Linked DNA regions of Sus scrofa: region 2 is linked to region 1. The links are chromatin contacts, called in public Hi-C maps. All regions are on one chromosome and are shown on one strand. Each heading gives the region's core, a stretch centred on a gene start, on an enhancer-like site or on the middle of the called end of the contact. The rest is flanking DNA. Distances are from core to core; before and after follow the strand shown. Region 1 overlaps SNX20 (sorting nexin-20). Region 2 overlaps PAPD5 (non-canonical poly(A) RNA polymerase PAPD5).

Region 1 (5,086 bases), core at 1,508-4,007:
GCAAAACGTGCCCTGCTTCTGACTTAGCACCAGCTGCCTGAGGACAGCAGAGCTGGAAGTGCTGGGACCATTGAGGCTAATTCTACTCTCCACCACCCATTTTACAGATGAACTAACTGAGGCAGCTGCCTAGGAGCACCTGTAGGAACTGCGAGTCCCCAAGATTCTCGGCCACCAAAAGTCCATTAAGTAAATATAGTGTGTGGATCACTTGCTGTCCTGCCTGGGCACCTACTAGAATATAGGAACCTGTCCAGCATCTTGTCAACAGGATAGTGTCCACACTCTCAGGTGGCGAAATCGGGGCCTGGAGTTACTAAATTACTTGCCTACAGACCCATAGTTGATCAGGACAGAGGCCTGCCTCCATAAGAGGAGAAGAAATGCGTGTTCAAGCATGGGCAGCCCTGGGCCAGCTATGCCCTGCTCTGTGCCTCAGTTTCCCATCTGTACAGAATGAAGCTGGATGGAGGGTCCCTGAGAGCCACCTGCTGGACACCTGCACAGACGCCCCTGCAGAATTCACTAGGGTTCTTTTCACCCAACCCAGCAAGAGCGCGTTGAGAAGAAAGTTAGGTCATTCGCATCCTTCTTCTTATTTTAAATTTCTGTGCCTAAGTGGTAGCGCAGCTATTCGCTCCATCTGAGCTGATGTTTTAATTGTCCCCCTTTTCTAATTTGGCTTAGACATGTTAGGTGCTATCCAACGTCCACCTTAATTCAGGGTCATTTATTTCTCAGCTGTCTCCCAGAGCATCTTCTCATGTGTCAGATGCTAATAAGAGAGACAATTATATGGTGCCTGGCAGGACCCTGAGCTGACACGCTTTGCATGATCTGCCTGACTTAACCCTCCCATCAGGGTCGTGAAAGTTATGCCTCATTGGGAGGAAACTGAGGCCCCGAGACATTCAGTCCCTTCCAGCCCATCTCGTCGCAGAGTTTTGCATGAACTGAAGCCCAGGACTCCTGCTGCCTGCCCTCCCCTGCATACGGGCGAGAGAGTTCTAAAGCCAGAGCAGCCTGGCTTTGTGTCCTGCCCACCATTGACCAGCTCTTGATCCTGGGCAACTCAAAGTCCCAGTTCCTTTTATCAGATGGAGGTGGAAAACTCCTACTGCACACAGATCCGGATTAAGTGAGAGAGTGGGTGTTGAGCGGGGGGCAGGTGTAGCCTCCATGTCACAAGCATTCGGATTTACTCACTGGGCATGGGCACCAGCCCTGTGACCTTAGGCTAAACCTCAGTTTCCTCATCTGTTACTGGGAGTCATGATAGATTATTGTGGGTGTTAAACAAGGTAGCGGGTGTGAAAAGCCTGCATGTATGTGAAGTAGCTATAACAGGTTGTTGCAAATGTTTGCTTAAAGATACAGCCTGGCGGGGAGTGGGGGTGAGGGGAGGTCCTGTCATGGCTCAGCGGTAACAAACTCGACTAGTATCCAAGAGGACGTGGGTTCAATCCCTGGCTTTGCTCAGTGGGCTAAGGATCCAGCGCTGCCGTGAAGAGGACGTGGGTTCAATCCCTGGCTTTGCTCAGTGGGCTAAGGATCCAGTGCTGCCGTGAGCTGTGGTGTAGGTCGCAGACACTGCTTGGGTCTAGGATTGCTGTGACTGTGGCGTAGCCCGGCAGCTGTAGCTCCAGTTTGACCCATAGCCTGGGAACTTCCATATGCTGCGAGTGTGGACCTAAAAAGACCAAACAAACAAACAAACAAAAAAAGATAAAGCATGGGGGGTGGGGGAGGATACACACCTGCCTCCCTGCTTTGGACACTGAGATTTCATTTACACATAAACACATAAAATGGAGTATTGGCACATTTTTCTGGACAAGCCAGCATCTTCCTCCCAAATAACCCCTTTGCTTAAAATCACACATCCTTTAAAATTCAGAGCAACATGATAATACAAGTATCCTAACAACAAGAGAAGGTTCTGCTCAGCTTTGGCATGATCTGTCCAGCAAAGGACCAGACCCAGGTTTAGCATCTGGCGGTTGGGCAGACCACTAGGTGAGCAGGAGGGCTCAGCAGCGGGGACCATGACAGAGCCTAGGCACCCTAGGACTCCCCCAAGAACCCCATCACGAGTGGGCGCTTACTGTTCTCTCCTGTCCCCCGACAGTCTCAGAGCATGGCACATCCTGGGAGCCCTGGATGGAGGGGACCCACAGCCCAGTGCATGGCAGGGACCAAACCGAAAGTACCAGCACCGGGCCCAGAACTCTCAAGCGTGGGACCTGAAGAGCACTCAGGTGAGCTTGATGTTTGGGACTCGGCAGGGGGCTAGAGGTTTGCCGACATCTGAAATACAAGTGTGGATAGGTCGATGGATCAAGAAACAGGGCAGCTCGTGTAGCTTGGCTTATCCCAAAGTAGACACTGAGACCAGGACTTGGTGCAAGTCGTTTGTCTGGAAGACGATGCCAGGAGAGTGGGAAACCAAGCAAAGCAGAACAGGAAGTCAGCACAGGCTGTCCATGCACAGATAACCACTGGGGCTCCGTCCCAACGTGGGTCCTCTGGGAGACGGTATGGAGCATCCCTCAGAGTTCTCATCCCAGAGGCGAGGCCAGGCTGCCGTCCTCCTGTCCCTTCCTCCAGTGGCAGAGGGATGCTCTCCCTCACGGGGAGAGTGGCAGTTGCTTCCTGGTAGGTAGGAAGCCAGTGGGATGTTCCAGGACAGTGCAGCCTAGGGAGGACCCGGCACTGACAGTGTCTGCTATAGCGCCACCTACTGAGAATCGCAAGATTCTCAGAACAGCCCAAGGCTCAAGGGAGGTGTAAGAAACACAGTATTACTTTTCCAGGCATTTAAGGCAGAGTGGCAAGTGCAGGAAACAGCCGCGGGTGTGGAAAGCCAGATGCCAGAGGAGGGAGGGGCCCGCCAAGCTGAGCTGGGAGCCCAGCATCCTCACAGCTCCCGCCACCCTCCGCTGGCCCGTTAGCTCAGCCTGTCCATCCACGACCACGGAGGCAGAGCTTAGGGAGGGCGGGAACCAACCAGCCACATCCGTGCTCTTCGGGAGCGCTGGCGTTTCACAAGGGCCGGATGTGGATGAGGCACGTTTCACATCCAAGAAGCCATTTGGAGCCAGTGGGCCCTTCCAGGTTGTCAGTGGCAGGACGGATTCAGCCAGGTTGGGTGCAGGGCGGGTGTGGGGATGGGCATAACTGGCAGATGCCCTACTGGGCTTCTACCTGGAGGGATGGGGGAGGGGGATAGTCACCGCTCTTCGGGATTCCGATGGCGCGTCCCAGAAGAGCCAGCCTCCTCCCCAGCCCTGGACCCCAAAGCGCACTGATCCGCGATAGTCCTTAAGAGTGCGGTCCTTGCAGATGCCCATAGCAGCCTGAGCTCCAACTCCAGCATGACCACGCGGGAGCTGCAGGAATACTGGCGGACGCGCAAGTGCCGCTGGAGGCACGTCAAACTGCTCTTCGAGATCGCTTCCGCCCGCATCGAGGAGAGGAGAGTCTCCAAGTTTGTGGTAAGTGGAGGCGGGGAAGTAATGGAGAGCCTTTCACTACCTCTTTACCGGCCCAGGCTGCGGCCGGCGGGGCCTCAGTCTCTCTGACCAGGAAATAGACTGACACACCTTAACGCACAGCGTTCTTCTAGAGAAAACGACCCAGAAGTGAGATTTCACGTCCAGCCCCATGAGAATTGGAGGTGTTAAGGTCCTTGATCCCAAGAAGGAAAGAGCCCAGTTTAATACCATATTACTCAGTGTTTTCATGGGTGTCCCTTCTTCATCGTTTTTGATGTCCTTGTGTCATTTTTATTATTTACCTTTTTTTCTTTAAAGCGGGTCACTTTTTAAAAAACACCGGGTGGATTTATTTCAAGAGGAAATAAATGGAAGACCAATAATATCACATGGCATAAGAAAAAGTCATTATGACTGTAAATGCTGGAGTTCCCGGTGTGGCTCGGCAGGTTAAGAACCTGAGTAGTATCCATGAGGATACAGGGTCCATCCTTGGCCTGGCCCAGTGGGTTAAGGATCTGGCATTGCCTCAAGCTGCAGCACAGGTCACAGATGCCGCTCGGATCTGGCATTGCTGTGGCTGTGGTGCAGGCTGGCAGCTGCAGCTCCAATTTGACCCCTAGCCTGGGAACTTCCATATGCCATGAGGGCGGCCCTTAAAGGAAAATAAAATAAAATAAAAGTAAATACGAGGAGAGCTCAGGGCTGTTGTTAAATTCTAGCTGCTTACCATGGCTGGTGGAAAGCTGGGCTTCGGGATTGCTCTCTTTGTTGAAAAGGAATCTCAGCCTGTGTTGGGGGAGATATTACTGACTGTGGAAGGGCCTCACAGCCTTTCTTCTCCCCCTACCCTCCCCCTTGCTTGGGGCTGGAGTAATAACAAGAGCTGACGCTGAGTTCTGACTGCACTTCAGCGTTTCAGTGCATCAACTCATTGAATCCTTGCCCAGTGAGGCAGGAACAGGTTTTTTTTTTTTTTTTTTCCTTTTTTATCATTTTCATTTTTTAAAATTAAAAAAAAAAATTTGTCTTTTTGTCTTTTTAGGGCCGCACTCGCGGCATATGGAGGTTCCCAGGCTAGGGGTTGAATCAGAGCTGTCGCCGCCAGCCTACACCAGAGCCACAGCAACGCCAGATCTGAGTGGTGTCTTCGACCTACACCACAGCTCAGGGCCACACCGGATCCTTAACCCATTGAGCAAGGCCAGGGATCGAACCGGAAACGTCATGGTTCCTAGTCGGATTTGTTTCCACTGTGTCACGACGGGAACTCCTCTTTTCTTTTTTAAAGTTATATTGATGTATAGTTAATTTACAATGTTGTGATTTTTTCTGATGTACAACAAAGTGATTCATATATCTATATATCTATATATCCACACATATAGACACATCCATTCTCTATCAGAAAAAGGCTCAGAGAGATTGACGTACTTACCAAAACCACACAGCTAGACCACGGTGGGCTGGACTTATAACCTAGGCAGTCTGCCCTTCATCAGCATCGTCTTGGAAGAGGATTGAAAGGAATGATTTTCTTACCATACAGCCTCACCGCCAGTGTATCACCTAAGCCCATCTCTCAGGAGTTG
Region 2 (5,208 bases), core at 181-2,680, 430 kb after region 1:
TTTGCTCTCATAAAACCTAGTAAGCAAAAATCCAGGTGTTCCCATTGTGGCTCGGTGGTTAACAAATGAGCATCCACGAGGACCCTGGTTCAATCCCTGGACTCGCTTAATGGGTTGAGGATCGGGCACTGCCGTGAACTGTGGTGTAGGCCAGCAGCTACAGCTCTGATGGGACCCCTAGCCTGGGAACCTCCATATGCCACAGGTGCAGCCCTAAAAAGACCAAAAAAAAAAAAAAAAAAAATCCAAACTTTTAAAAGATACATTATTTCCAAAATAAGCTTCTGTGAAAATTCTTTTTTTTTTTTTGGCCGCACCATGGCATGTGGACGTTCTTAGGCAGGGATGAAACCCACGTCACAGCTGTAACCAAAGCCACAGCAGTGACAATGCTGCATCCTTAACCCACTGAGCCACGAGGGAACTCTTTCCAGAAAAATTCTTTAATGTCCATTCCATTAGTTAAAATATAACTTGATTTACAAAATTTCAATTACACTCAATTTTTCAAGGACACAAAATATGACAGAATAGAAAAGTAACATCTATAGTTATCTTCTGCGTAACTATAAACTTTCTATTAGATGGTCACTTTTTTTTTTTTTTTTTGGCCACCCCATGGCACATGGAGTTCCCAGGCCAGAGACCAGATTCAAGCTACACTTGTGACCCATGCCACAGCTGCAGCAATGCTGGATCCTTTAACCCACTGTGCCAGGCCAGGGATCGAACCTGCATCCTGGCGCTGCAGACACTGCCAATCCTGTTGTGCCACAGTGAGAACTATTTATACTCTTCATATTAAAAAAAAAAAAAAAAGCTACAGTGAGTATTGTGTATGATAAAATTGTGTAATATTTTTTTTCAAGAAATGTATAACCAGGATCATTCATTTGTCGCACAAATATAACTTTTTATGTCAAAGCACTGTGATCATTAACAAAAGGAAAAACAATCTGTGCTTACCAAAATTAAATTTTAATTCTACAAATTTCATGCATAAGAAACAAGAGAGTTTAAGATGAAATGCTGAAGACTTACAGTTGCTTTGTCTAGAACTTTCACCGAATCTTCATCTGCAACCTTATGCTTCCGAAGAGCTTCTTCCAAGGTCCAAAGGGGGAGGTTCTCCCACTTCCCAAACACCACGAGATCGATGTCACTGGACACAGAGCACATGCGAGAGTTGTTTAAAGAAGCAAGACACTGTACTTGCTTTAACTTACCTTCAAGCTACAGACTGCAAGTGAGGCCAATGAAAACCTATTTCTCACCCTGCCCGATGGAGACCAAAACTGTTGGTGAGGACTGTTTTTTAGAGAGGAAGTGAAAAAGGCTGGTGATTTTAACAACCTCCTCCTTCTCCAAGTCACTGCCCAGGGTGACTCTGAGAGAAGTAAAACCTCAAAAACACCACTGAGTGTTTCCTGTTCCTAAAGGCTTCTGGTACTGAAAACCTTAAGACCTTCTGGGTGAATGAGGTTAACTGAGTAACTGTGACTTAGATTACTACGGATAAAAAACAAGATGCAGGCAGTATATCTAGTGTGCCACCATTTGTGTAAAAAAGGAAGAAGCACATATTTCCTTTTATATGCACAGAATATTTCTGGAAGGATATGCAAAGAACTGCTAACACTGGCTCCTCCAAGGAGAGAAACTGGGGGACAGAGGTGGTATCTAGACTTTTCTTTGTCATTATTTTTGTGCCCTTTTCAAATATGAACTAGATGAATGTACTACCTATTCATAAAATTTTACTAAATTTTTAGAAAGATGACTCACAGTTTTCCTGAAGTTCAGAACCTAAATAAAGAAAACTCAAAGTGGAATATTTTCTGGCTTTTTTAGGCCTAGGAGAGCAAAGGGAAGAATGGAAACTGCTAGGATCCATCCACTTAACACATAATTTTAAGTGGATGAAAAACACCATGGGAAGTTCCCGTTGTGGCACAGCGGAAACGAATCCAACTAGTATCCATGAGGATGTGGGTTCTCTGGCCTTGCTCAGTGGATCAGGGTCTGGTGTTGCCTTGAGCTGTGGTGTAGGTCGCAGGCGAGGCTCAGATCCCAAGGTGCTGTGGCTCTGGTATAGGCTGGCAACTGTAGCTCCAATTCAACCCCTGGCCTGGGAACTTCCATGTGCATGGGTGTGGCCCTAAAAAGGAAAAAAAAAAAAAAACCCACAATGGATGCCTACACTAAATCATACTGCACTGTGCACCTAAACATTTGTGAAGAGGGTAAGTCTCATGCTGGGTGCTTTTACCGTGATAAAAACAAAAGCAAAACATGATGAAATGTTTTTGCTTCGTAAAGACAAGAGCATTTCAATTCTTAGAGAACTGGTACTCACCCCTCCAAAAGCACCCCCGACACATACACACCACCCCCACCCCCAGCTATGGGTCAAAACAGTCCTCATTTGAGAAGATGAAAATAAACAAGAAGCCTGAAAAGACAGAGACTTTCCTGAGAGAGAAGTCTGTACCCTGAATTTCTGGGTCAGAATGCTGGGACAGGAGCTAGGAGTATGAGCTCTTCATAAAAATGAGATACACACTCCTATCTACAAAACAGGTCCTACTGCAGAGCACTGAGAACAACCCTCATCATCCTGTAATACCCTCTAACAGAAAAGCCTCTGAAAAAGAATGAGTATCTAAATGTATATATATTTATATACATATACATATATGAGTACTTTGTACACTTGAAACTAATACAACATTGTAAGCATTGTAAATTAACTACACCTCAAAAGTGAGAGACCTAGCATTCCAGAATATACAAAACTCTGCAGCATCATCAGGTGTTTTACCATAAGACTGCATTACCATCTGTGTTAGTGAGTTAAGTTATGGGGGTGAACAGTTCTTTGCAGTAATATTTTACCTCAAGGTAATTCAAATAAAATATAGGTAAGTGACTTTTAGTTTCATAAATCTGTTTTGTTTCTACTCTTACCCCTTCAACAGTCAAAACAAATGCGCTATAGAAAAATGCATAATCTTTTAAAAGCTTCATAGAGGTACTAACCTAGTAGGTAAATAGAGGCCAGTTTTAAAACTTCCAAATATCTGGACCTGAAATAGAAAAAATTATTATATTATAATATCAGAGGAAAAAGCCACCGAACTCTGGAGAAATGTGAGATTTTGCTACCCTCTACTGGTAGTTCTTAGTACTACAAGAGCATTTTTTCTAGCACCATGCTTTCATGAAGCAGGATCCTGTGTCTCACAGGCAGACATTTGGAATACAGTTTAAACTTATTAGGTCCAAATATCAAACATGCAGGCTAAAAGAGAAACTTCCTAAAGTAATTTTCAGGTCACTAACGTTCCTTTATAATCGACAGACACAATCCTTAACATTGGTTCTCTAAGCAGGAGTCTTCTCACCGACGACTAAATTAGGGTCGGACTCCTTCGACTACAGGGCAAGTGCCGGCCTGCAGGCCCTCCCACTCCTCCCCACAGAGAACACAGCTTTATTTATGCTGTTACATAAAACCAGGACACAGGCTTTCTCAACCCACAGAGAACAGGCCAGTATGTGTATGCAAGTCATTGCAACAAAGGATGAACAATGAAAAAAGCTCAACCTTTGAGATGAGATGGACCCAGGAAAATAATCACAGCCTCGTGTTCCTCAAAAATGGTGGAGAAAATCCCCCACCTCAGAAGGCAGAGGACTGATTTAGATCAGGGTTTCCAAACTTCAGCACTGCTCACATCTGGGGCAGATCATTCTTTGTTGTGAGGGGCTGTCCTCTGCTCTGTGAGATGTTTAGCAACTGCCATGGCCTCTAATCACTACGTGCCAAGAGCACCTCTCCAGTCACCATACTCAAAAAAGCGTTTCTGACAACTGCCAAATGCCACCCAGGGAGAAACCTGTCTCCGGTTGAAAGCCACTGATCTAGATCACACAGGAGAAACAATATGGCATACAGTAGCTGCTCAAGAAAATATTAGTGTCCTCCCCTCTTCCCTGTATATTTGAAGCTTCTCTGTGTTGCCAACTGTACCAAAAAAAACTTCCTTGGCTTTGGCTTCACCGCCCCATGAGAGAGTCTAAAGAAGAGCCATATAATGCAATGGAATGGTCTAGTAAGTTACTTCTCTGAATGCATGAAATTATAGAACAGACCCTCAGAGGAGCCCTAAAAATAAATGTCAACAATAAGAACCACAAGGGAGTTCCCACTGAGGCTCAGCAGGTTAAGGATCTGACACTGTATCTGTGAGGATGCGGGTTCAATCCCTGGCCTCACTCAGTGGATTGAGGAGCTGGTGTTGCTGCAAGCGGTGACAGGTCGCAGGTGCAGCTTGAATCTGGCATTGCTGTGGCTGTGGTGTAGGCCTGCAGCTGCAGCTCTGATTCGACCTCTAGCCTGGGCACTTCCACATGCCACAAGTAGGGCCGTTAAAAAAAACAAACAAACCGAAAAGAACCACCAAAAAGCAGAGGAAATCTTGGGCAAAAGTTCCGTTCCCTGGGTGGGGACTACAGTGGGAGACAAGGAGTGATCAGAGAGAAGAAAAGAGCAATTTCGGGAAAGCAAAGTAGATGCGAAGCCATGCATTAGCCTATGAAAACACACTTCGAATGATATAAGGAATTCCTACATATACACTGTTTATACTGACAGGGTGGAACAAAATAGTAATGGGATTCTGGTTCGGGTACATCACATCCAAAGAATGCACGCTCTGCTACAACGAGGCTTGATTAGTCTTTCTTCTCTTTATACCAATGATTCCTAAGTAACACTTTGCCTTTGTAGAGTAGGTGCTGTTCAGTACGGCAAAGAAATAGTTTGTTTTTTTTTGTTTGTCTTTTTTGTCTTTTGTTGTTGCTACTTCTTGGGCCGCTCCCACGGCATATGGAGGTTCCCAGGCTAGGGGTTGAATCGGAGCTGTAGCCACTGGCCTACGCCAGAGCCACTGCAACATGGGATCCGAGCCGCGTCTGCAACCTACACCACAGGTCACAGCAACGCCGGATCGTTAACCCACTGTGCAAGGGCAGGGACCGAACCCGCAACCTCATGGTTCCTAGTCGGATTCGTTAACCACTGCGCCACGACGGGAACTCCAGCAAAGAAATAGTTTTAAAGCAAGTCATCCAACTCAATGCAAATAACTGAGAAGCCCCAAATTCTGAAAGCTGAAGAAAACTGCTTTTCAAATGTCACTAAAC

The links. A called contact is a pair of places that touch in the nucleus more often than the background predicts.
Region 2: a contact with region 1 is called in a Hi-C map of alveolar macrophages, with 4 times the contacts expected there. The contact joins two enhancer-like sites. A contact is called at or near these places in 3 of 5 promoter capture datasets (fetal liver, fetal skeletal muscle and liver), 18 of 47 Hi-C or Micro-C datasets (alveolar macrophages, brain, embryonic fibroblasts and 13 more) and 2 of 2 datasets of contacts at active chromatin or transcription factors (alveolar macrophages and skeletal muscle).

What each region holds. Positions count from the first base shown.
Region 1 is chr6:34,180,869-34,185,954 of Sscrofa11.1, forward strand. SNX20 (sorting nexin-20) reads left to right here. Exons shown (of 5, transcript XM_021094194.1): 3 at 2,129-2,258; 4 at 3,343-3,494. The coding sequence starts at 2,138. Among named protein-coding and RNA genes, the nearest start is that of SNX20, 6.7 kb to the left of the region's middle. Within about 2 kb of position 2,758, at least 4 of the 83 cell types and tissues checked have an H3K27ac peak or open chromatin away from gene starts, as enhancers often do. A contact at or near this core is called in alveolar macrophages, where this site is marked.
Region 2 is chr6:34,616,576-34,621,783 of Sscrofa11.1, forward strand. PAPD5 (non-canonical poly(A) RNA polymerase PAPD5) reads right to left here. Exons shown (of 12, transcript XM_021094215.1): 3 at 3,040-3,086; 4 at 1,042-1,162. Among named protein-coding and RNA genes, the nearest start is that of ADCY7, 33 kb to the left of the region's middle. Within about 2 kb of position 1,431, at least 8 of the 83 cell types and tissues checked have an H3K27ac peak or open chromatin away from gene starts, as enhancers often do. A contact at or near this core is called in alveolar macrophages, where this site is marked.